Linked DNA regions of Mus musculus: regions 2, 3, 4, 5, 6 and 7 are each linked to region 1. A link is a contact called in public HiCAR-type, HiChIP or PLAC-seq and promoter capture Hi-C data. All regions are on one chromosome and are shown on one strand. The core of a region is the stretch at or near the end of the contact, and the rest is flanking DNA. Distances in the headings are between cores, read along the strand shown.

The links. Promoter capture Hi-C pulls out the DNA fragments that hold promoters and counts their contacts. HiCAR-type assays count read pairs that join an accessible place to other places. HiChIP or PLAC-seq counts read pairs in DNA pulled down with a chosen protein or histone mark.
Region 2: a contact with region 1 is called in a HiCAR-type map of astrocytes, with 2.2 times the contacts expected there. The contact joins the enhancer-like site here to the promoter of Unc13b in region 1. A contact is called at or near these places in 13 of 39 promoter capture datasets (the 3T3-L1 cell line, 3T3-L1-derived adipocytes, cranial neural crest and 7 more), 1 of 15 datasets of contacts at CTCF or cohesin (the NIH/3T3 cell line), 3 of 115 datasets of contacts at active chromatin or transcription factors (SST interneurons, astrocytes and bone marrow-derived macrophages) and 1 of 9 other capture datasets (adipose tissue).
Region 3: a promoter capture Hi-C map of HPC-7-derived erythroid cells shows a contact between it and region 1, with 3 times the contacts expected there. The contact joins the enhancer-like site here to the promoter of Unc13b in region 1. A contact is called at or near these places in 14 of 39 promoter capture datasets (the 3T3-L1 cell line, 3T3-L1-derived adipocytes, the HPC-7 cell line and 8 more), 5 of 115 datasets of contacts at active chromatin or transcription factors (SST interneurons, embryonic forebrain, embryonic hindbrain and 2 more) and 3 of 9 other capture datasets (adipose tissue, liver and pancreatic islet).
Region 4: a promoter capture Hi-C map of embryonic stem cells shows a contact between it and region 1. The contact joins the promoter of Atp8b5 here to the promoter of Unc13b in region 1. A contact is called at or near these places in 19 of 39 promoter capture datasets (the 3T3-L1 cell line, 3T3-L1-derived adipocytes, the C10 cell line and 11 more), 2 of 15 datasets of contacts at CTCF or cohesin (the NIH/3T3 cell line and embryonic stem cells), 17 of 484 Hi-C or Micro-C datasets (the AML12 cell line, the G1E-ER4 cell line, the HL-1 cell line and 11 more), 16 of 115 datasets of contacts at active chromatin or transcription factors (the NIH/3T3 cell line, SST interneurons, bone marrow-derived macrophages and 10 more) and 4 of 9 other capture datasets (adipose tissue, embryonic stem cells, liver and 1 more).
Region 5: an H3K27ac HiChIP or PLAC-seq map of microglia shows a contact between it and region 1, with 6 times the contacts expected there. The contact joins the enhancer-like site here to the promoter of Unc13b in region 1. A contact is called at or near these places in 12 of 39 promoter capture datasets (the 3T3-L1 cell line, cranial neural crest, embryonic stem cells and 6 more), 31 of 484 Hi-C or Micro-C datasets (the AML12 cell line, B cells, the Ba/F3 cell line and 22 more), 7 of 115 datasets of contacts at active chromatin or transcription factors (bone marrow-derived dendritic cells, embryonic forebrain, embryonic limb bud and 4 more) and 3 of 9 other capture datasets (adipose tissue, liver and pancreatic islet).
Region 6: a contact with region 1 is called in an H3K27ac HiChIP or PLAC-seq map of microglia, with 4 times the contacts expected there. The contact joins the enhancer-like site here to the promoter of Unc13b in region 1. A contact is called at or near these places in 12 of 39 promoter capture datasets (the 3T3-L1 cell line, 3T3-L1-derived adipocytes, HPC-7-derived erythroid cells and 8 more), 3 of 484 Hi-C or Micro-C datasets (cerebral cortex, cranial neural crest and cumulus cells), 3 of 115 datasets of contacts at active chromatin or transcription factors (embryonic stem cells and microglia) and 2 of 9 other capture datasets (adipose tissue and liver).
Region 7: a HiCAR-type map of fibro-adipogenic progenitors shows a contact between it and region 1, with 3 times the contacts expected there. The contact joins the enhancer-like site here to the promoter of Unc13b in region 1. A contact is called at or near these places in 9 of 39 promoter capture datasets (the 3T3-L1 cell line, 3T3-L1-derived adipocytes, HPC-7-derived erythroid cells and 5 more), 2 of 115 datasets of contacts at active chromatin or transcription factors (fibro-adipogenic progenitors and forebrain) and 3 of 9 other capture datasets (adipose tissue, liver and pancreatic islet).

Annotation. Positions count from the first base shown.
Region 1 is chr4:43,057,276-43,060,411 of GRCm38.p6, reverse strand. Unc13b (unc-13 homolog B) reads right to left here and starts at 1,459. Exons shown (of 40, transcript NM_001384106.1): 1 at 1,127-1,459. The coding sequence starts at 1,148.
Region 2 is chr4:43,308,603-43,311,738 of GRCm38.p6, reverse strand. Atp8b5 (ATPase, class I, type 8B, member 5) reads right to left here. Exons shown (of 29, transcript NM_177195.3): 8 at 211-283. Among named protein-coding and RNA genes, the nearest start is that of Gm46851, 30 kb to the left of the region's middle. Within about 2 kb of position 1,603, at least 18 of the 459 cell types and tissues checked have an H3K27ac peak or open chromatin away from gene starts, as enhancers often do. A contact at or near this core is called in astrocytes, where this site is marked.
Region 3 is chr4:43,285,491-43,288,626 of GRCm38.p6, reverse strand. All of the region lies in intron 2 of Atp8b5 (ATPase, class I, type 8B, member 5), which reads right to left. Among named protein-coding and RNA genes, the nearest start is that of Atp8b5, 20 kb to the right of the region's middle. Within about 2 kb of position 1,611, at least 34 of the 459 cell types and tissues checked have an H3K27ac peak or open chromatin away from gene starts, as enhancers often do. A contact at or near this core is called in adipose tissue, where this site is marked.
Region 4 is chr4:43,265,731-43,268,866 of GRCm38.p6, reverse strand. It overlaps Atp8b5 (ATPase, class I, type 8B, member 5), which reads right to left and starts at 1,708. Exons shown (of 29, transcript NM_177195.3): 1 at 1,625-1,708.
Region 5 is chr4:43,247,550-43,250,685 of GRCm38.p6, reverse strand. Unc13b (unc-13 homolog B) reads right to left here. Exons shown (of 40, transcript NM_001384106.1): 25 at 1,105-1,229; 26 at 384-469. Among named protein-coding and RNA genes, the nearest start is that of Atp8b5, 18 kb to the left of the region's middle. Within about 2 kb of position 1,590, at least 17 of the 459 cell types and tissues checked have an H3K27ac peak or open chromatin away from gene starts, as enhancers often do. A contact at or near this core is called in microglia, where this site is marked.
Region 6 is chr4:43,216,689-43,219,824 of GRCm38.p6, reverse strand. The region is part of intron 11 of Unc13b (unc-13 homolog B); the gene reads right to left. Among named protein-coding and RNA genes, the nearest start is that of Gm25010, 17 kb to the right of the region's middle. Within about 2 kb of position 1,659, at least 10 of the 459 cell types and tissues checked have an H3K27ac peak or open chromatin away from gene starts, as enhancers often do. A contact at or near this core is called in microglia, where this site is marked.
Region 7 is chr4:43,186,229-43,189,364 of GRCm38.p6, reverse strand. The region is part of intron 11 of Unc13b (unc-13 homolog B); the gene reads right to left. Among named protein-coding and RNA genes, the nearest start is that of Gm25010, 13 kb to the left of the region's middle. Within about 2 kb of position 1,689, at least 9 of the 459 cell types and tissues checked have an H3K27ac peak or open chromatin away from gene starts, as enhancers often do. A contact at or near this core is called in fibro-adipogenic progenitors, where this site is marked.

The sequences.
Region 1 (3,136 bases), core at 210-2,709:
TTAGCTACCCTGTAAAAGTGACAGGAAAAGGCTCTGGGAAGGCTCTAGTGGATAAATACGCTCTCACAATCAAACCACTTTATCTCATTTTATTCAACAGATATATGGCTTGTAATTTGAATCTCCCAAGATCAAATTCAATCAGCAATCCAAACCCTACTTTTTCTGGCCAGTTAATCTCTCTAAAATCACAGTTCTTGCATTCATTCAAAATTTCTACGGAGCTTGGCACTCGGAATACTATTTTGTAAAAAATAAAAACACCAGCAACACAGTCTCTAGAGCTAAATTCAGGGCACTGTACCTCACATGACTTAAACTCCAAAGCTCTGGTTTTATAAAAAGCTTCCTGTAACCCCAGTCCTCGGGAGGTGAGGTGGTTAAATCACAACTTCCAAACCAGACTGAGCCATACAATGAACTCCAAACCAGCTTGGACTATATAACAAGACTGTTGTTTCCAAGAACCATCACACACAAACACATCCCTTCCTGGATGGACCAAGTGTCCTCAGAGAAAGAGCCAAAGCTAAAATAAAATAAACCATTTCTCCATGTTCCACTCCCAAAGGGGAGAAGCCAACACCACCTCCTTCTTCAAAGTGTCATGTGAAAATATAATCTATGCCTTGACACAAACTGAGGTTCAGGAAAGGAGCCGGGGACGAGACAGACAATAGTAAGATGCAAATCAAGAAATAAACTTGAAGGGATGTGACAGCTGTACCACTAACACGGTCAGAGTCATAAAAAGCTGCTACTCCGGGGCCAACTAGTTCCACAGCGCGGGGAGAAGAAGAAGCTGTCCGCTCTAGACAGGCGCCAACCATAGGAGGTCCCCTCAGGTGCCCACTGGCATCGGACCCTTTTCACTGTTTAATAGCATCTGGCAAGCCCGACAACAACGCTGTCTCACGGCTGCCAGAATGGACGGATAACAGTCCGCCGCGGAAGGGGGGTCACGAAGGAGCGGGGGAAACTCGTCGGACCTTTAGAAGTGACTACGAACGCATTCGCCACCCAGGGCAAGCGCGGGGAGCGAAGTTCGGGAGAAGCGCCGCCGGGACACTACCACAAGTGTCCGGGCAGGCGTGGGAGCCGCGGGTCCCGCCGGCCGCGCACTCACCACGCACACAGAGCAGCGACATGGCCGAGGCGCGGACCAGCCTCCGCCGCACCTCGGCGGCGCGGAGCCCGGCCGCTCCCTCTTTTCTCTCAGCAGGTGCCGCGCCACCCTCTGCTGTCCGCCTCGCGGGTCCGGCCGCTCCTCATGGTCCCCGGCGCCCGCCGCGTTCCCCGCTCCCTCGAAGCCGCCCGGGTTCTCACGGTCGGAGTGAGCAGAGGAAAGAGCTGAGGCTCCGCCGGCAAACTGGGGACTGGGCGCGGCCCCGAGGCGCCATAGCTGCGAAGCGTGAGCGACCAGAACTCCCTCCCCTCACTCCGGCTGGGATCCCTGCGAGAGACTGGGCGGAACCAATCCCCAAGGGCTACGCCTCCCGGCCAATCCGCTCGCGCCCAGTCTGCCGACCCCGCCCCCCCGGGAGCACGTAGACTTCGAGGTCCCCCTTCATTTTTCTAATAACCAAGATTGATAGCAGCTCCGCCCACTGAAAGGGCTTCAAAGCAAGGATGGGCGGGGCTGGCCCTCACCTGTGTGAGGCGAGAGTTGAAACCTTTTGCTCCTCCCACGTGCGTGGAGTTTCCACACAAAAACCAGATTCTCTTCATTGAAGACTTGGCAATTGATTTCCTTAATGAGACGAGGCTTTACAGCCGGAGAGAGATTTGCCATAGTAATTACACAAGGTTGCATTAGGGCTATGGCGGCAAAATTCCAGTTCTTCCAGACATAGAGGCTAGGGTATAAGGAATTCAAGGCCATCCTTGGCTACATGGTAAATCTAAGGCTAGCCTATGCTACACGAAGCTTTCTCTCTTTCTCTCTCTCTCTCTTTTTAAGTGTCTTTCCAAATGTTAGAACTACGAATCTGGAGAAGAGAAAAAAAACTGAACCTTAGGGAAGATTTGGAACACACTAGTCACGAGATCTCAAAGATAGTGGGCATTTTAGGGCTGCCAGTGGTTGGCATATTTAACTATTCATCGCAGTTTTTCTAGAGCAAGCAAGGAACTGAAAAGGAGTTGAACTTCTGAATTCTAGTACTGAATTTAGAAAGAACAAACAGAACTGTTATAAAATCAAGGATCCTCCTAGAGAATGCAGAGGCCGACCAGCAAGACTGGAAACTTTGCACCTGGCCAATAGTATAAAACAGTGGGAAACAATCTAATAAAATTGTGAGGTGCACACATTTTAGACCTAAGTAGATACAGCCAGTATGTTGTCTATTGGCATGAACTAAATAACCCCAGAGCTTAGTAGCTTAAAACAACACTGATTATCCGGAACTTTCTGCAGGTCAAGAATCCAGGCACAACTGAGCCGAGTCCTCCAGTTGAGGGTTTTTCAGAAACTCTCAAGTGCCTGCATGACTGGAGTATCTCAGTTCCAACCTCCCTTCTGTGATTGTTGGCGGAACCCAATTCCTCCAGGGCTTGGAATCATAGCCTCAGTTCTTGATTAACTATGGGCCAGCCTCAGTTCCTTGTCACGTAGGCTTGGCCAACAAAGCTGCTTGCACACAGTCTGAGGCCAAGCAAAACATCAGATGCCTGTAATCTCAGCACTTGGGAGGCGGAGGCAGCAGGACTAGCCATTCAAAACTATCCTTGTATCCTTGACTACATAGTGAGTTCAGTGGAGCCCTGAACTACATCAGACCCTGTCTTTAAAAAAAAGAAAAGAAAAAGAAAAAGAAAAAGAAAAGAAAAGAAAAGAAAAAAGAGAAAAGAGTAAGGAGCTGGAGAGATGGCTGAGCAGCTAAACTCATTTGCTGCTCTTGCAGAGGGCCCAGCTGTGGGTCTCAGCACCCACATGGGAGCTCATAACTGTCTGCAACTCCAATTACAGAGGAACTCATCTTTTTTTTTTTTTTAAAGATTTATTTATTTATTATATGTAAGTACACTGTAGCTATCCTCAGATTCTCCAGAAGAGGGCATCAGATTTCGTTACGGACGGTTGTGAGCCACCATGTGGTTGCTGGGATTTGAACTCGGGACCTTCGGAAGAGCA
Region 2 (3,136 bases), core at 354-2,853, 250 kb before region 1:
AACCACACACTTCCCTCAAAATTGCTCCATTTCACCTTAAGCTACGATGAGAGAGAGACAGGAAAAGCTTCTTGCCTATGATCTCCAGAGCTGATGATCTCCAGAGGCAGCGGAAAGGTGCCCAAGAGAGGCGGAGGCAAAAATGCCATAGGGCTCCCTGATCCTAATACACGGAGAGGAGCGAGAAGCCACACCGGAGGAGGTACTCACGGTAACAGGATGGTTATTCTCCAGCTTAATTATGTCCCCCACTTGGACATTCCTCCACTTGATCTCCTCAACCCTGTAAGAAAATGGGCCTTGAATTTCTGCTGGGACAGTCTCTCCAAAGTTCTGTTCTGATAACTAAATAGAACAAAGCAGAAGAGACAGGACAGGCTGGAGGGAAGGGAGCCAAGATGCAGAGGTCAGAGTGCGCTGGCGCTTCATGCTCTGCACGGTCAAGAGCAAGCTCTGTCTCTCTGGACACATCACTTTCCCCAGCAGGTAGCTTTGTTTCTCAAAGGGAGCCACTATATTCTAAAAACTTTCCTAGAAAATATCAACTCATAGAATCCTCTACCCCATATATATTTCAAAGTTACACAGTAAGGTTAATAATCCCAGTACCTGGGAGGCAGAGGCGGAAAGATTTGTGTAAGGCCAGTTTGTTCTACATAGAGAGTTCCTGGCCAGGCAGGGTTACACAGTGAGACCCTGTCTCAAAGAAACGAAGTAGAATAGTAGATACCTTACTGTCTTCATATTTTATTTAATAACATATCTTAAAGGACATATATAGATGGGACTCATTCTTTCTGTAGACCAGGCTGGCCTTGAACTCAGAAATCCACCTGCCCCTGCCTCCCAAGTGCTGGGATTAAAGGCATGTGCCAACACCGCCCGGCGGGACTCATTCTTTTATTATATGGCTAAAATGTATTCTATCATCTGGCTTTACTAATTTTATTTGCTTCTTTTATTGGGTTACCTTTGACCCTTTAAAACCTCATTTCCTATAAAAGGAAGTCTGGTAGTATGATGGCAGTATGAGCAGATTCAACAATACCAGCTCTCTCTCTCTCTCTCTCTCTCTCTCTCTCTCTCTCTCTCTCTCTCTCTCTCTCTCCCTCTCTTTCTCTCTTTCTCTCTCTCTCCAACTTTCCAACAGTACTCCTAAGTCACTTCTTCTCTGTTAAAGGTCAGATATGTTTTTTGTGTACACATGCACACCAGGGCCTCAGACTAACTCCTAAATTCTCTCTGTGATAAATTCTTCTCCAAAAACTGTGTACAAAAACAAAAAATACAAGTACTTGAGTTATTTGAGGGAGTTCATCTGATTAAATTTATTTGGTCAGAAATTCCTCAGTTTGATAAGTTTCTAATATACTCAGTTTTGCCTTTTAAAACAATATTATCCCTTCCCCATTTTAATAGTAATTCACCTTTTTGGTCTTGAGAACTTCCAGCTATATAAAACACTGGAGGAAACAATTCACTCTGAGTAATGAGGGTTCAGATGCCAAGAGCCTGGATAACAGAATGGCCTGATCAGAGCTACAGAAGGCCAGTACCCTGCGAGCTGGCCACCAAGAGAAAGGCAGGCATGCATCCCTGGTGACTGTCAGGCTTGCGGTTTCTTTCCTCGTGCTCCTTTCATGAACTCTAACATCTGCAGTGCTTCCCTGACCCAGAGCTGGCACAGACATCACCTCCCCCATAATTCCTTCTGTCAGACATGGCTCTGTAACAGCTTGCCACGACCCTTAGAGTATTTTCCACATTTTGCCCTCTGTAGGAACATGTCTGCCCTGTTCCAGTCTTACCACCATGTAGCTCAGCCGTGGAGCCAGTGCAGACACTAAATTGGGCTGGTGAGTTGTGAGCTGACGCCTGGATGAAAGGCTATGGTAATGCAGCCAGTGAGCCTTGTCAGAACCCATTATGTTCTAAAGACAAACGTCCCGAGGCCAGTCACGGTGATAACGGTCACAGGCATATTAACTTCACGCTATAATTTATTAACTGCTTGGATATATTTTTCATTTTATTTTCTCAGGCATCTAAGACAGAGCTTATTATTTCCATTTTCTCGGAAAGAAGCCCAGAGGCATCTCAGTTAGTATGACACTTCAGGGTATACTAGAGACATCTACAGGCAAGTTCTTTGAGCTCTTTCCTAGCACACACCAGTGTTAAGGCCAAGGTGGAATGTTAAAGCCTAGGTAAATGTTAAGGCCTAGGTAACTGTTACCTGGCTAGCCTGCTATTATAAGCAAACTTTCTCATAGGTTTCTGCTGTTTCTAGGAAACGTTCTAATGCCAAGTTGATTACATATTCTGTTACGCTTTGTGCCCTTGGAAACCAATCATGATAGAGGTCAGTAGAACTGTTTTGCATAGTTACCCACAATACAAAACAGCTCTTCCTACATCTGTGTCTAAGCTTTTATGATATTTGCTTTTATAAGCTGCCCCTGGATGAACCCCAACATAAAAGATGTAAGAAACTATTTAAAGTAAGACTTTCATTTTGAGTAGTGGTCAAGTAAAGTTTAAGTTCTTAAGACCTCCCTGGGAACTGGCATCCTACTTGGCAGAAAGAGACATGTATGTGAGTAACTGACATGCTGGTTAGCAAGTTAAGACATGGATGCTAGACAAGTCCCATGTTGGTAGACAAGTTAAAACATGAATATTAGACAAGGCAAGTCCCCTGCCACAGTTCAGTACCCCAACCAATGGGAGCAGGCTAATGTACATCAAAGACACGTTCCTAAGGAAATCATCTATCCTTAAATCCTGATTGGTGGAATAACATGACACAGGTATTTGTAGACTTCAGGCTTAAAAAGGCCTATAGGACCTCAACTTGGGGTCATGGTTCAGATCCCAAATCTGGCCCATGGCTCTGGTTGTTCAGTCCTGGGTGTGTGTTCAATAAACTGTCCCTGTCTGGCTGAGATCGGTGTTTGTGTGGTCAATTAGGTGATTCCTGGACCCCAACATTGAGGTCCTGGGTTTGATCCCCAGCATCTCAAAGAGAAAGACCTCAATGAAGTAGAAACAAACTCATTTTAAGTTTATCATGAAGCCATTTCACTGTCCTGAATTACCTTTCTAAAGTCCCCACCGTATCAAGGTTTAGCAATGG
Region 3 (3,136 bases), core at 362-2,861, 230 kb before region 1:
CCAGTGAGAGCATAGTGGGAGACGCCCACTGAGAGGGTCAGCAAGCACGTACCTAGCCTGGAGTGGCCCCAGAAAGGTCTGTTCAGCTGGAGCCAGGCGCCCATCCACCCTATCTGAGTGTATGTCGTATTACACTGCAGCTAACTGGGAAGAAGATTGAAACTATTAAGTTAGAGGAGAAAGGAAAGAGTGTGAGGGGGGAGAAAGAAGAAATGGGTCCTGGAGGGATACAGGAAGAGATGGAACAAAGAATGGATTGGGGCTAGAAATGTGGGTTTTATTGTAGCCTGCTACTAATTCATGTGGATGCTATTAACCAATTCCTGTCTCATTTCTTTTTTTCTTTTTTCCTTTTTTCTTTTTTTTTTTTTTTGCAAATGATTTTTAAAAATAAAGAAATAAATTTGATAGAAGCAGAATGGAGAAAGCAATTTAGGAATAAGTTTGTTAGAGATGCTTAGGGATAATTAAAAACAAGATGCATTCCTGGTCTCCATTATGAGGCTGAGTAAGAAGAACTGTAAGACTATCCATCTCTTCCTGTTTCCCCCAGAACCCATTTCTCCCACTCGCCTTCTTTCATTCTTCCTCTAACTTAATAGCTTCAATATTCTTTCCAGTTAGCTGCAGTGTAACACGATGCACACTCAGATTGGGTGCACGCCTGGCTCCAGCTGAACAGTCACTGTCTGACACAATGCTCTGCACAAAATAGCCACTCAACAAAAAACAATATTTAAAAATTTTAATTTACAGGTACCCTATTAGGAAAAAATATGTCTAAAAATATTGTTAGGGAGAAAGTGAAACTGGAACATAATACTGTCAGTAATATTCAAAATTGAACAACCACGTTAGACCTGATGGCATAGGCCTGTAAGTAAAACTAAGGCAGGAGAATTGGAAGTTCAAAGCCAGCCCATAGTGAGCTACACAGTGAGTGCAAAGCCAATCTGATCAACTTAACGAGTTCCTGCCTCAGAATAAAAAATAAATGCTGAGGGCACAGATGGGTGGGAGGACACTTGCCTATCGTGTTGCTTTCTGTTGCTGTGGTAAAACACACTGACAAAAACAACAGAAGAAGGAAGTGTGTTTGGCTCACAGTACAAGGACAGTGCATTGTGGCAGGGAAGTCCTGGTAGCTAGTACTGTGCCTGCGGTCAGCAAACAGAGCATTGCCTGTGCTTAGGGTGTTTCCTCTGTTATTCAACCCAGGACCTGAGCCTGAGGAATGGGCCACTCACACTTAAGGTAGGCTTTCCTGCCTCATTAGCCTGACCCAGATACTCCCTCCCAGGGATAACTAGAAGTGAGTCTAGATCCTGTCAAGCTGACAATATTAACCATCACCCTGTCATGTGTGAGGCTCTAGATTCAATTTCCAAATTCAAAACAAAACAACAACAAAAATTTGGACAACCACTCTGGAAAAATAACTTGGCCTTAATAATTAATAAATTAATAAAGCTGATGAAACACTTAACCTATAAGTCAGCAAGTCCACTTCCAGGCATAGAGCAAAACTCTTATGTTATATACAACGGTATCTGAAATAGCTGCTCATAACAGCAAGACTAGAAGTCATCAGATGACCATAAAAGGTAGAATGAAGAAGTCACTTCTGGTCAGACAGTGGTGGCACATGACCTTAATCTCAGTGCTTGGGAGACAAGCAGATCTCTGGATTCAAGGCCAGCATGGTCTAGAGAGCAAGATCCAGGACAGCAAGGCTACACAGAGACAACAACAACAACAACAACAACAAAGTAACTTGCAGACAAGAATGGTGCTGCATTCTTTTCTCTAGCAGAAGGCAGAGGCAGGTAGATCTCTGAGTTTGAGGCCAGCCTGGGCTACACCACAGTGAGCCCCTTTATCAGTTACCTTTCTACAGCTGTGATAAACACCACAACCAAGGTAGTTTATAAATAGAAGGGCTTTTTGGGTTTTGAGCCCATCACCACCACAGCAGGGAAATATGTCATCAGGCAGACACTGCAGCTGGAACAGGAAGCTGAGGACTTCCATCCTGAACCAAGATGCCAAGAGCAAACTCAAATGGCAAAATCTTTAAATTCTCAAGACCCTTGGGAGGCAGAGGCAGGCAGATTTCTGAGTTTGAGGCCAGCATGGTCTACAAAGTGAGTTCCAGGACAGCCAGGGCTACACAGAGAAACCCAGTCTCGAGCCACCCCCACCCCCCAAAATCTCAAGACCCACCTCCAGCGACACACCTTTTCCAAACAAGGCCATACCTCTCAAACCTATCCAAAGAGCTCCACCAACTGGGACCAAGTGTTCAACATCTAAGTCTATGGGGGACATTCTCACTCAAACCACCAGAGCCTGTCTCCAAAACAAACAAACAAACAAACAAACAAACAAACAAACAAACAAAACAGAAAAAAGTAACTTATGGTCTGATCATACAGTGGAAAGTTAGATAGTACTAAAATGAGTAAGCCACAGTTATATACATCAACTGATAATCTCATGAGTCCAATTGGGAAGAAATAAATTACAGAAGGCTATATAAGGTTGGGACTGGAGAGATGGCTCAGTGGTTAAAGAGCACTGGCTGCTCTTCCAGAGGACCTGAGTTCAATTCCCATTATCCACATGGCAGATCCAAATGTCTGTAACTCCAGTTCCAGGGGATCTGATACCCTCACACAGACATAAATGCAGCCAAAACACCAATGTATATAAAATAAAAATAAATAAAAGTCGACCCAAGGGTGATGACTTTTTGCTGAAATACCCAACAAAGGAGAGATAAAACCTGTAGAGACCATATCCCGTAGACAGGCATGAGGGATGGGGTCACCCACCAATCTCAAATTTTTTAACCCAGAAATGTTCCTGTCCAAAGGAAAGACAGGAACAAAAAAATGGAACAGAGACTGAAAGAAAGGCCATCCAGAGACTGCCCCACCTAGGAATCCATCCGATCTGCCGACACCAAACGCCCACACTATTGCTGATGCCAAGAAGCGCTTGCTAACAGGACCTGACTCATACAGATGCAGATACTCACAGCCCACCATTGGACTGAGCCCAGGGACCCCACTGGAAGAGCTATGGGGAAGAACTGAAGGAGCTGAAGGGGATTGCAACCCCACAGGAAGAACAA
Region 4 (3,136 bases), core at 459-2,958, 210 kb before region 1:
ACGTTAGGTAAGTTCAACTGAAAAGAACATCTGAGGTCACCTTAACTCTTTCTTACACCGATGCTGATATTCAGGTTGACATAGAAGAGTCTTTTTCATAGTTATACAGCAGCAGAGGTAACTCTAAATTTAGATTCTTCCTACTGCTTCAATATGCTGTTGAGTCTGCATTAGATACTTAAGTAATTAATATGCTGATGACCACCCCTAAATTTATGAGTTGTCTCTTATCCAATGCTAGGGCCTGGACCTAGATGAATACCTGACATATACAGTAATTGCTCAACAAATATACTTTCCTTGAACTTGGGACTAAGCAAAACAAATTCCTTAAAAGTTACTTTTTCAGGCCAGGCGTGGTGGCACACCCCTTTAGTCCCAGCACTAGGGAGGCAGAGGCAGGCAGATTTCTGAGTTGGCTATACAGAGAAACCCTGTCTAAAAACCAAAAAACAAAAAAAAGTTACTTTTTCAGAACATAGAGGCTCCTGCATAATACTTCTTTATTCACATAGAGAAAATGTATATTTTCAAAGTTCTTTTATGTATATGAGTCCACTTCACCCGTCTGAGTTAGATATGGAAGGAATTACCACTCCAAATAACAATCCAGCAAACTGTTACACTAAAGACCAGACTCGTGAACAGCATGTATCAGAGCTGAGACCCACATTTATATCTTCTGATTCCAGCTTCAATACATCTTTGCCATTTTATGTTGCTTTTTCAGCTTTGTCTTTTTGCTCTTGGGTCTGGAAAGACCATGCAGGGGTCAGTCAAAACATGCTAAAGGGAGTAATTCTATCCTTTAAAAATCCACTAGTTCAGACCTTCTAACCTGAAAATTTTCCTACTTTTCTTTTGTTTAAAACTGTATCAAGGGGCTGGCTGGAGAGAGACTGCTCTCTCAGTGGCATTGGGGTCCCAGCATCCACATGGCAGCTCCTATCTGTCTCTAACTACGGTCCCAAGGGATCTGATGGCCTTCAAGGACACCAAGTACAATTTATACTTGTGATCGTAGCAGCAGGGAGGCAGAGGCAGGAGGATCAGTACAAGTTCTAGGGCAGTCTGGTCTATGCAGTGAGTTTTAAGCCAGTTAGGGCTATCCATCAAGACCCTGTTTCGAAGCAAAGAAAGAATGTCTACCTTGGCAGTTCCTCAGATAGATAGACACCTACTTATTCACATTAGAAAGTTCGTGGTAGAGAGTTTAATTTTTCCTGCCAAGTAGGCATTAAAAGGAAAAGAATGATAGCAAATGCCCAGGAATATTAAGAGTCTTGGGGAAATGAGCAAATTTCCTTAGCTACCAGGGATATGACACAGCTGGGAGACTTAGGGTTAACCTGCTTTACGGAATAAATGGACAAATGTGTGCCCTGTGGGAGCAACCTGGGGGAGGATAAAGACTCTTTGGAAATGTCTGGATAGACATCTCAGGGAGTGCCAGGGAAACCTGTATATCTGAGGAGTACTGACAGAGTTCTCTTGGTGAGTATTACAATAATTCTCAAAGAAGTAGGAGGATGAATAACCACTCGGTAGTTCAAGTAACATAAGGTCTCCAAGCAATGCTGTCAGAAAGAAAACCGTAACTTCTCCTCGGGCGCCCCCTACTTACCGTCGCCTCACAGCCTCCTACTCCAGCAACCTCCATCTTAACGCACCTTTCTGCGCTTGTGCCACAGAACCACAGCTTCCGCCCAGAGCTGGACCCGCCCGCCCACGCGCTGCCGCGAGCTCGTCTCCCGCCACGCCCCTTTCTGCAGATACTGAAGCTGGAAAGTCTGGCTTTGAAGTAGTTGAGTCCTAAATCCCTGAGATGGCCAAGTCCTGAGATGAAATCCTCAGATCCTTCCAGGGGCTAACTGCATGCTAATGAGGGGAGAATAACAAAGGGGCGTGCTGCCCAGAGTTGGTGGGGTCCAGATGGCTTCCCAGAGGTGACAGACTGAAAGGTAGTGTGGAAGGGGTGACTGGAAATTAACAAGAATGGACACAAGAATGTAAAATGGCACTGAGGGCAAATTCAGCTGCGGAATTGTGTGTATGGGTATGTGTGATGGGTATGTGGAGGGCACTCCTGGAGGGGTTTAAGTTTTAGCTTAGAAGCCACTGTGACCACTGAGTAGCTTTTTTTTTTTAAATTAGATTTTCTTCATTTACATTTCAAATGATATCCCCTAAGTCCCCAATACCAACCCCACCCCCTTGCCCTGCTCCCCAACCCACCCACACCCCCTTCCTGGCCCTGGCATTCCCCTGTACTGGGGCATATAATCTTCGCAAGACCAAGTGGCTTTTAACTGAAGAGGAAAGAGGACGGACCCAGAGAGATGGCTTAGTGGTTAAAAGCACTTGTTCTTGCAGAGAACATCCATATGGTGTTTCACAACCATCCACAACTCCAGTGCCAGGATCAGATGCCTTCTTTTGACCTCTGTGGGTACCAGGCACCCAGGTGGTGCATGCATACATGCAGGCAAAACACTCACATAAATGTAAATAAAACTTTAAAGTACTTTTTAAAAAGAGAGAGGGAGCAGGAACAAAGGCTGGGGTTTATCAGTGATGCAGAGGAGGGGAAATAAAAAATACTACGAGGAACTAGGAGTTAGAGTTCCTGATAGGCAAATATATGAGAGGGGCCATGACTAAGTAATAAAGACTGTGAACTTCCAAGATGCCTGGCTGCTTCTTCACCCTCTTGACCTGAGACAAAGGTCTGGAAATAAATAATAATAATAATAATAATAATAATAATAATAATAATAATAATAATAATATTGTCTTGTGGGATTTTTTTTTACCTCCTCCTGTCAGTGGAGCCCCTGCTGATGGAGTGCCTCAGCAAGCTCAAGGCCAGATCAGGACATATTTACACAACAGTTATGGGCCAACCAACCCCAAATTAGGAGAGGAAGCCCCTTCACACTTTACAAGTTCCTAGCCATCAAGAAGCTGGACTTCTGCTTTGCAGGAGGGTCTTTCTCTGTGTCCCTGCTGAATGGGAATATTTTCTCACTTTTAATAAAAAGCTTTCTTCTGACTGCTGAATCTGCCCTTTTGCAATTTCTCTACAGCTACCTGTCATGGTCGAGATTTTTCTCCCTCTGCCTTGTAGTTCTTTAAC
Region 5 (3,136 bases), core at 341-2,840, 190 kb before region 1:
GAAAGCCAGGCCAGAAATATAAGAAAATAATGACATCTCTAAGTATTTAAGCTTCTCTTGTTCTTCAAACTTTAAAGATAACTCTTGGAAGCAAGCCACTATTCAGAAACCCTTCACCATGGGTAAAGCTGCTTTCTGGGCTGGAAAGGCCCTGCATAGGTACTTGTTATAAAGCTAGAAGGAGAAACCCACACCTGCACACCCACTGTCCTTACATGGCTCCTTAGGCTACAGCTTTGTCTGTCCTATGCCTCCCATAGCTTACCTGCCTCCATGGCTAGAAGCCCTCTACTTGCTTACTATACTGTTTACCAAGAACTTGAAGTTGTGTGGTAAAGGAAAGAAAGAGCTTATGAGGTAGATGGAGTCTGGCAGACCCTTACCCTCCAGTGCATATTTCATGTCTTGAGCAAACAGATGCCACATCACTTCTGCACTGACTTTTCCTACGTTCAACTCCTGAGGAAACCTGAGAGATGGAAAAAAACATGGTAAACATCAAGGCAAGAGCTATTTGGTTTTATTTATCCCAAGGTACCTAGTTCTCACAAGACATAATGAAGAGGAGTTGAGTCCTAGGGAACAGGACTAGACTGAGTCTGGAGAAAAGGGGCCCAGGGACTAATGGGAGAATAAATGACGGAGAGGGGGACCATATTAGCTAAGATGAACCCAAAGGACAGAATGCCCAGAAGGTACAGACAAGGCATTGAATCCCTGAGGAGGGTTGAGGCTGAAGGACAGGCTCAGGATAGATAAGCTGCAGGAGAAAGAGCAGGGGTGGGCCTTAAGAGGCCAGCTTTTTTTCATTGTGGACGGGCACATGCACACACAGTCTCTGGGTCCCCTGGGGCTCCCCTAACAGTTACAGTCCCAGAAGCCTTTCTCTCTGGGGAGGCTATCCCATCCTGTATAGGGCCCCCCCTTATGTTTCCACACCTGTCTCCAGAAACAGTTACCCAGACAGATACAAGGGACAGAGGGACAGATGGACGGACAGTTGGAAGAGGTGGCACTGCAAACATACAGAGATAGGAAAGAGAGAGACTGTTAGATGGACAGACCAATCCCCAACCAGACAGAGCCAAGTAGGGTGATACTCACTGGCTCAGAACAGGTGTGTAGGAATTCTTATCCTCCTCTATGATCGAAACAATGAGTGTGATAAGTTTGGGCCAGAAATCCAAGTTCCGAATGCTGGGCCCTGGTTCCTCTAGAGGTTGTTCCTGCTTCGTGTTCAGGGGAGGGGTGGGGCATGGAGAAAGGGAGCTAGTCACAACAGTACTGAAAAGACTCTTCCTTTTTCTTTTTCCTCTACCATGCCTGCTACTTTAAAGTTAGGGATACTTCCTTTTCTGGCACACGACTTCTAAATGACTGCCTCAGCTCCATAAGAGGGGTGACTACTGGGAGACCCTTCAACCACTGAGAATTGCTATCCTCAGCTCTGGGGCTCTCTTCTGGTATGCTTGGACAATCTAAGAGATATAAAGGCACTTGTGATTCTTCTCTTAGTCACTATGGACATGTGACTCTGGCTGAAATGAGCATCCTCTAGCCTCACTAACACGTCTGTTTCTGTAAGATCCGCCCACCCCCAGGCAACCTTCCTTTTCCAGATGTCCCTGTTTAAATCCACATTTCACACAGCACACACAGACATCCTAATTCTAAGAAGCTCCTTCAAGCTGAGCAGGACAAACCCTGTGTGCAGTTTGACCTAATTTTCAGTGGGGCCAGTCTTCTTTGGATCCCTTGAAGGCTATTGCTGGCTGGAAGAAATGCACCTGGAAAGCTATTTGCCAATCCAAAGAAGATGATTTGCTTAGGAGACAAAGGAATATAACAATGAGTCTCAGGAAAAGAATAGTCACTCATATTCAGATCCCAGGCAAAGACAATTTATGATTACTACAGAGACTGGAATGCACATTCTTTCTCACGGGAGCAGAGGCAAGTGTGGAACTTTTATGTGAATACTACATGTTACTACAGTTTCCAAAATCCCCTAACGAGCCTGAAGTCAGCAGAGACCAGGACTGAATCCATATGTCATTGACTTGACCTTAGTGTCACTTATATGCACCTTTTTCTTTTAGTTTTTCTGCCACTAGCCCAGCAAAGACTCATTCAAAAGACACCCTAGGCCTTTGAACTGCAGTCCACTATATACATCCTCCAGTGAGCTACCAGTGATTTCTCTGTACGGGAATCTCAGAGCTCTTCCATGGTCCTCAGTTAAGTTAGACTCCTTCATTGGACACAATGGTCGTTAGGCTGCTCCCTTCCTCTCCACTCCACATCGTGCCAGTTCTCTTGTGTTGCACTGCATCATGCTTACTCTGGCGCCTGGCAGCTGCTAACAGCTTTGCACACACTATCTCATTTCATCTGCTTGGCGATTCTTGAGCACAAGTTGCTAGTTTCTCACGCTCTGGATGAGGAGACAAAAGCACAGTGAGCTTCTGTGACCTGCCCTCTGTCCTAGAGCTAAGACCTGACCTCACAGCGGGTGAGCTCCGAAGTCTGAGGTTACAAAGACCTGAGTAAAACTGCTCAGGCCTTCTGAGATTAACATGTGCATGAATAATTCTGTGCCTCCAATACTCTATTTCCCTCCCTCTTCCCTTCAGCTCCTTTCTTGATATCAGTTCTAGGCCTTCCTCAAAATCCAGCTAGACTTTCTGCAAAGTTGTCTCTGGCACTCCTGGCTTGGTTAGATGACCCCCCCCCCCAGGCTCCCAGAACAGTCTATGAATTTCTGGTATTAGCATATCAGATATCTAAAACTATAATAAAATATAATAAAACAACAAAAATAACGACAAATGCAGTAATTTGCCCTCATTTCTACCAAACCAGAATCTCTCCCAAGGCTGTGTAAAACTGTGTTTCACTTGACTTTGCGTTCTAATTCTCCATGTGTTCAATGAATAGGTGGGCAAATGAGCTCTGCCTGAGGACTCGTAGAGGAAATAAGAACTAATGGAAAAATAGGAGTTTTTGTTTGTTGATATGCAACTGAACAGAAACTCCACGAGTTTACTCGAGTGCATACATTGTCTCATGGAAATAAGATTCAGAGAAAGTAGAAAAGTAGATAGAAAATAAAGAGACTAAAGCCAAGTCCCTGGAG
Region 6 (3,136 bases), core at 410-2,909, 160 kb before region 1:
AGTATTTTAAAAAAAATTAAAAACACCTCCATCCCATTTCACTAGTATTTTACCCAATAGTCTATCTCCCATGGAGAATCATATATGGTCATCTGCTACGTACCATTCAAGTGAACTACAGCATACATATAACAACGTTTATGTCACATGACCTTGGTCTACTGTAGACTATATACCATCTAGGTTTGTGTGTATATACTTTAATGCTCACACAGTGAGGAGGTTTCCAATAGTGCATTTCTCAGGCTGTATTTCTGTCAAGTAATACATGACTAAACCAGTTTCTCAAGTATCTTTTCTTCCTTCCTTCCTTCCTTGTCTTCCTTCCTTCCTTGTCTGTCTTTCTTTCTTTCTTTCTTTCTTTCTTTCTTTCTTTCTTTCTTTCTTTCTTTCTTTCTTTCTTTCTTTCTTTCTTTTTATTTTTGGTTTTTCGAGACAGGGTTTCTCTGTATAGCCCTGGCTGTCCTGGAACTCACTCTGTAGACCAGGCTGGCCTTGAACTCAGAAATCCGCTGCCTCTGCCTCCCGAGTGCTCTGATTAAAGGCGTGCGTCATCACACAGCCTAAGGGGATGTGTTTCTTTCTTTTTATAGAATGGAAGCATCTCACACACACCATTCCGCACTATGCTGGTTTTTAGGTAGACAAAGATTAGGTAGCTTTCCATTTGAATAAAGAGCTACCCCAGCTTTTTATAGCTCCATGGAACTGCATTCCATTGTTTGTTTGTGCCAGAATTTTATTTCATCATATAGTTAAAGGACATTTAGGTTGTTTTTCACTCCTTACTATTAAAAACAATACTTCAAAAATAACCTTGTACATATGCCACTTCCGCATGTAGAAATATGTCTGCAGGATACATTCCTGGAAGCAAGGCTGAGGACTCTAAAGGTGCATATATTTATAACCCTGATACATTTTCTCAAATGCTTTCCTTAGAAGTTATACCATCTCATCGTATCCCATCAACATTGTATGAGCACCTGATCCCTTACACTTCTGCCAGTAAGATATGTTTCTTATCTTACACTTCTGCTAGTAAGATATATTTCTTCATTTTAATTTTGTCTTGGGAAACCTAATCAGGTTATATGCAAAAGAGGATAACCCCATTTACATTTAAAATTGGATAAATATAGCATATGCTCTTTGGATAAATTTAATTTTGATTGGGAGAAGAAAATGTAAAACTACAGATTTCCATACTGCCTAGAAACAAAGTCTTTTATTTCCTGCAGTTAAAATTAACATTTTGTTTTGGTTCTCAGGTAGCTAGGGAAGGCAGAAGGGGAGTATGGCCCACGGAAGGCAGCTGGGCCTTCAGACAGGGTCAGGTCAGCACTGCTAAGTAGGCAGCTCCTAGGTGCTCTGACTCAGAAGTAAGGCTCAGTGTAGGGCCAGAACTAGGATCTAGACAAGTAGAGGCAGAGGTAAGGAAATTCAAGTGACCATGGAGAAATACCATCAACTACTAGGGAGATGGGAATCTTTCAAAGAAGACCATGAAAAGGCATTTAAAAATGGAACATAAAATTCTGTCCCTGTGAGACAGAATAAATGTGCTTTATTTCTCAATCTTGCTTCCCACATCTAATCTACAGTCTACTGTGACCCAAATGGTCCTTCCTCTTTTGAAAGGCTACTTCCCAAAAAGACTGGAAATGGCTTAAGGACAGAAACTAAAACCTCCCTCCTAACCTTAGCACCCTCTTTCCTTCTATTTCCCAAAGATTTAAGTCTGTATTAAAATAATCTACACCGATTCAAGATATGAACCAACCCCATTGCTTTGTTAAGCCTGCCACAATGCAGCTGAATGCCATAGCGAGCCACATTACACAGACACTCAAGAGTACCTGAGGGGATGTCTTCTACTGAAAGATGGCTTGCCGTCTGTACTAGCTCTTGCAAAAGTTTTTTCTGCCTCAGTCTTTTCTCTCTTAGAACGTTTTTAAAATTGTTGATGCATTTGTTAAGGTAAATGGTCTCTGCACATACTTGTTCTAAACTCAGTTTGCCTTGATTAGGAGAGTCAGGCCTGGAACAAGTCTCGCTTCCCAGACATGGGGCGAGAGGGAAACTGAGCAGTGAGTTTGCAAAAGGTGAGTTGTTAGAAGCAAGAGAGAAGTTGCTTGGTGCTTGAGATGTCTGATCACCCTGTATAGAGATGCCTACTCCACCAGAAACCACACTGAGCAAGCTCTCACTTCCCTGACTTGCTGGACTCTCCACTGAACAATCGTGGGCACCTCCTGAACTTACTGTCCAAAGAAGTCTATCACTGTTCTCTGACTGGGAACCACTCTCGTTGCTTTCCAGGTCCTCAGGACTGATGGACCCATTGTTCTCCAGCTTCTGAAATACCCCCTGCAGAGCCAAACGAAAGTGCTGGATTGCTCGACTCAGCTTAGTTGTGTGGAATTTAATTTCTACATCTTCATCCTCCTGGGAGTCAGCCAGAACACGTGAGGACTTATCAAAGACATCCTTAAGAACCTGGGCAGTACAGTTCTCTTCTTCATTCAGGTCAATATGAACCATGTTACTCAAAGTCTCAGGCCCTATGATCACTTCCTCCATCGTGCTGTCAGGACTCAGAGTCGCAAACCTTCTAGACTTGTCTGCCAAAAGGTCCTCCAGCTGCTTTGGGCTCAGAATATCAAGTCCAGCTTCACAGCCTAGCATCTTGTCCTCTGTGTTTACCATATCTGCTTTCAGTGGTCCAGACAGTGAAAGGCAACTGCTGTCCTTAATTGAATTGCTGCAATCACTTTGTAGCTTTGTCACCTTACATGCCTCATGTTCTTGTCTGCCCTGTTTGAAAATCTGTAATTTTTCACAATCTTCCTCTTTTGAGATTAACACTGAGGAAGACCCCTCAAGTGGATGGAGGAGAGAAAGTTCACCACAACAATCACTGGTTACCCAGGATGCTCCTGATGTTCCTTTTACTTCCTCCTGCAACTTAGACACATCACTCTGTTTTGCTAAGCCATCCTTTGGTAGTAAACGAGGGCCCTGATGCTCAGAAGCCTGGGGTCCTCTTTGTTGATTCTGAGTCCTTATCTGGTGTGGTTCTGTCATTTGTTTTCTGTTCCCTGTTTCTAGCCGAAGAGCTGGTTTATCCTGATTT
Region 7 (3,136 bases), core at 440-2,939, 130 kb before region 1:
AGGAATGGAGGAAGTACAGCTGGCTTTCTATGGTAGTACCCCCAAATTTGTTTAATGCCATAACAGCTCAGTATTAACTACTCAAACATATGAGGAATACTCAGATCACAAAAACTGAGAAATGTAAATTTTAAAAGTCAGATACCATTCTTTGGTCAAACTGGCAAAAAATGTTAATATTCAAAGTCAGTCTAGCATATTCAGGCACTCAAAGCACAAATTCTTCAACAAAGAAATATTCCTAGTTCATCCATTTTATTTGAAGAAAATAAAGATAAGTTTAAAAATAAACAGAAATGAAAATAAATCTTTATCCTCTCCTCCCCCCCCCCAAAAAAAAAATCTGGGTAGGTGACATTAGTGCACGCCTTTAATCCCAGCACTCGGGAAGCAGAGGCAGGCAGATCTCTGAGTTCGGAGGCCAGCCTGGTCTATAGAATGAGCTCCAGGACAGCCAAGGCTACACAGAGAAGCCTTGTCTCAAGAGACAAAACAAAACAAAAAACAATAACAAAAACAGATTTCTATGACAATATTACTAAAACCTTATTCATGACAAAGTAGATAAGGAACAGTCATAATTACTAACCCGGAATAAAGCTTACAAAAACTGAGAAAAAAAAACCTACTCATATCATAATCTTATATATAATACTGTAATAAATCAGTAAACTTAAATACATTTAAATATGTATCATAAAAGAAAGCTTGGTAGATTTGAATGGTTAATATTTTGTTGTTACTAACTTTAGGGGCTGAACTTGGAAAATAGGATGAAATAGACGCACACTGTGATGGTTTGAATGAGATTGCCCCCATCCACAGGCTCATATTTAAACACTAGGCCCCCGACTGACTGGTCGTGCTGTTTGAGGGACATTATAGGACTTTTAGGAGGGGAGCTTTGCTGGAAGAAGTGCACCACTGGCGAAGGGCTTTGTGAGTTTTTAGCCTCTCCCCTATGCCAGCGTGCTCTCTGTTTCCTGTGTGCCCGAGACATGACTGTCAGCTTCCTGCTCCCATCATCATGCCTTCCTCGACTGCTATCTAGCCCTTTGGCACCAAAACATAGGCAAAATAAACTCTTCCTTAAATTGCCTTTGGTTATAGTATCTTATCACAATATAAATGTAATTTATACATGAAGGCATCTGTGGAAAAAAAGGCATTTCTAGCTTGTGAAATAACCACAAGTGATTTGCTAGACATTCTATAGAAGGCAGCATCACACATAAATAGCCCTGATGGTCCAGGACCTGACCCAAAGGTTCTTTTCTCTCTTTTTTTAAGGAAGGCATAACAGCAAATAATAACCCCATAATGTCATGGTGAGTGCCAACTCTAAACAGGCTCTCACACACAGTCTGGAGACTTTCTCCCAACACCTCACACCTGGCTGCATCTTAAAACTCACGGTTGAAAGCTAGCTAGAGGAATTCAGAGAAAATTCCAGGTACAAGAAACACCAAGTGCAAAGTCTCTGAGAATTTTGAGAAAATAAAATATTTCATGTTTTACAAGTATCAACTAATGCTTCCCAAACTTCTTTTTGTTAAGGAACTGGTTTTTTATCCCCAGTGTGATGGCCTGGTAGATTTGGTTTACACCCTGTTCAGTGAGACAGAGCCTGGGTGTGCATGATGTCATGGCAATTCAAACTGCCTCTGAAGGCTTGCTTTCAATTTTGGTACTTATTTCATCAAAGACTAGAAACAAACAGTTTTCAGGCTGTGTTGGTCCATGACTCACACTTCGAACTGTGTAGAGCTGGACCAGAAGGAATTTATTCTATCATGGAGACAATGCGAGCCACTGAAGTATGTTCTTTCCTGATAATCCTTTCTAAAGTCATGGCCTTCCTGGATAATTCACAATGCTAAGAGAAAGACACTATTGTTCTGTCTATTATCTGGATTAGAAAAACAAAGTTCCTTAAAATACTTGTATATCCTCACAATGATATACTGAGAAAAGATTGGCAATTCAAGTAACAAAGAGTTAATTTCCCTAAAACATAAAAAAAGCTCAGTTAATAAGAAAAAATACTCAATAGAAATTAGTCACACAAAATAATTTCTAATTAGTTTTCCTATTTAAGAAAAGTGTTCAATTTTACTAGCAAGAAACATAAATTTAAACAACTAAGAGACTTCCATCTAAAAGAATATCAAAATGCCAAAACATTGACAAATCACCATATTTATTGGTGGGTTAGGAAAGAAAAGCACCTCCTAGCATTCCTAGCAGGGACTTAGCAGCCAGCATGCCCTATGGAAGGCACAGACCCTTTTGTGTGGTCATCAAAGCCACTTACACACATCCTCATGCTGCTCCCTCAGTCAGGGAGGATGGCTGAGGGCTTCTGGGGCAGCAAATATAAGTGTGAGTGGCATGTGTGAGTGAAGGCAGATCTGCACGGCCATTTGCTACAGGCTCATTTAATCCTCATCTTTGCTTTCTCTTTACCATGTGACTGGCAATGTTCTCACTGCTGGCTGTTTCCATCAACCCAGATTACAGAAGACATCTTAAAGCAGACCTCTGTCATTCATATAAGTTACTGAAGAGTAACAATATGGTAATGTATATTGAAATTACAGAAGTGCACACATGCATATGAAATGGCCAGCATAAAAGGTTTCTCATTTCTAGCATGGCTTCTTACTCAAAGGAAACAGCAAGAGCACTAACATGTGCAGTGCTGTCACACGGGGGAATATTATGTATCTGTAACAAATCTTAGAGCTAATAAGTACGAGGATCTCCCAGTAGAGACGCAAAGGTTGGTCTTGTGTGTATACTATTCTGTTGGAACACAGTCTAAGAATGGAATCATGCAAGGGGAAATTTGAGTGCTTGCCAGAAAAGTCCAAGAAAACAAGAGTATTGTGACCTCAGTTTCTTTAAAAACACAGAACTGTTCTTGAAGTGTGCTATTGTGACCCTCCCGGGTAGGGCGGGAGAGGAGTATGTTTCCTTTCGGCTGTTGTTATTCACATTCCTCTATAGAAAAGCATGGTTTTACCATGTGCAGCTTGTCCTTGTGATTGTATTCAGCTTGAACTCATGAGAGCTTTACTCATTCTTTTTAACCCTCAGAGTACAAACTGCCTGAAGCTCTGAATGAAGTTGGCTT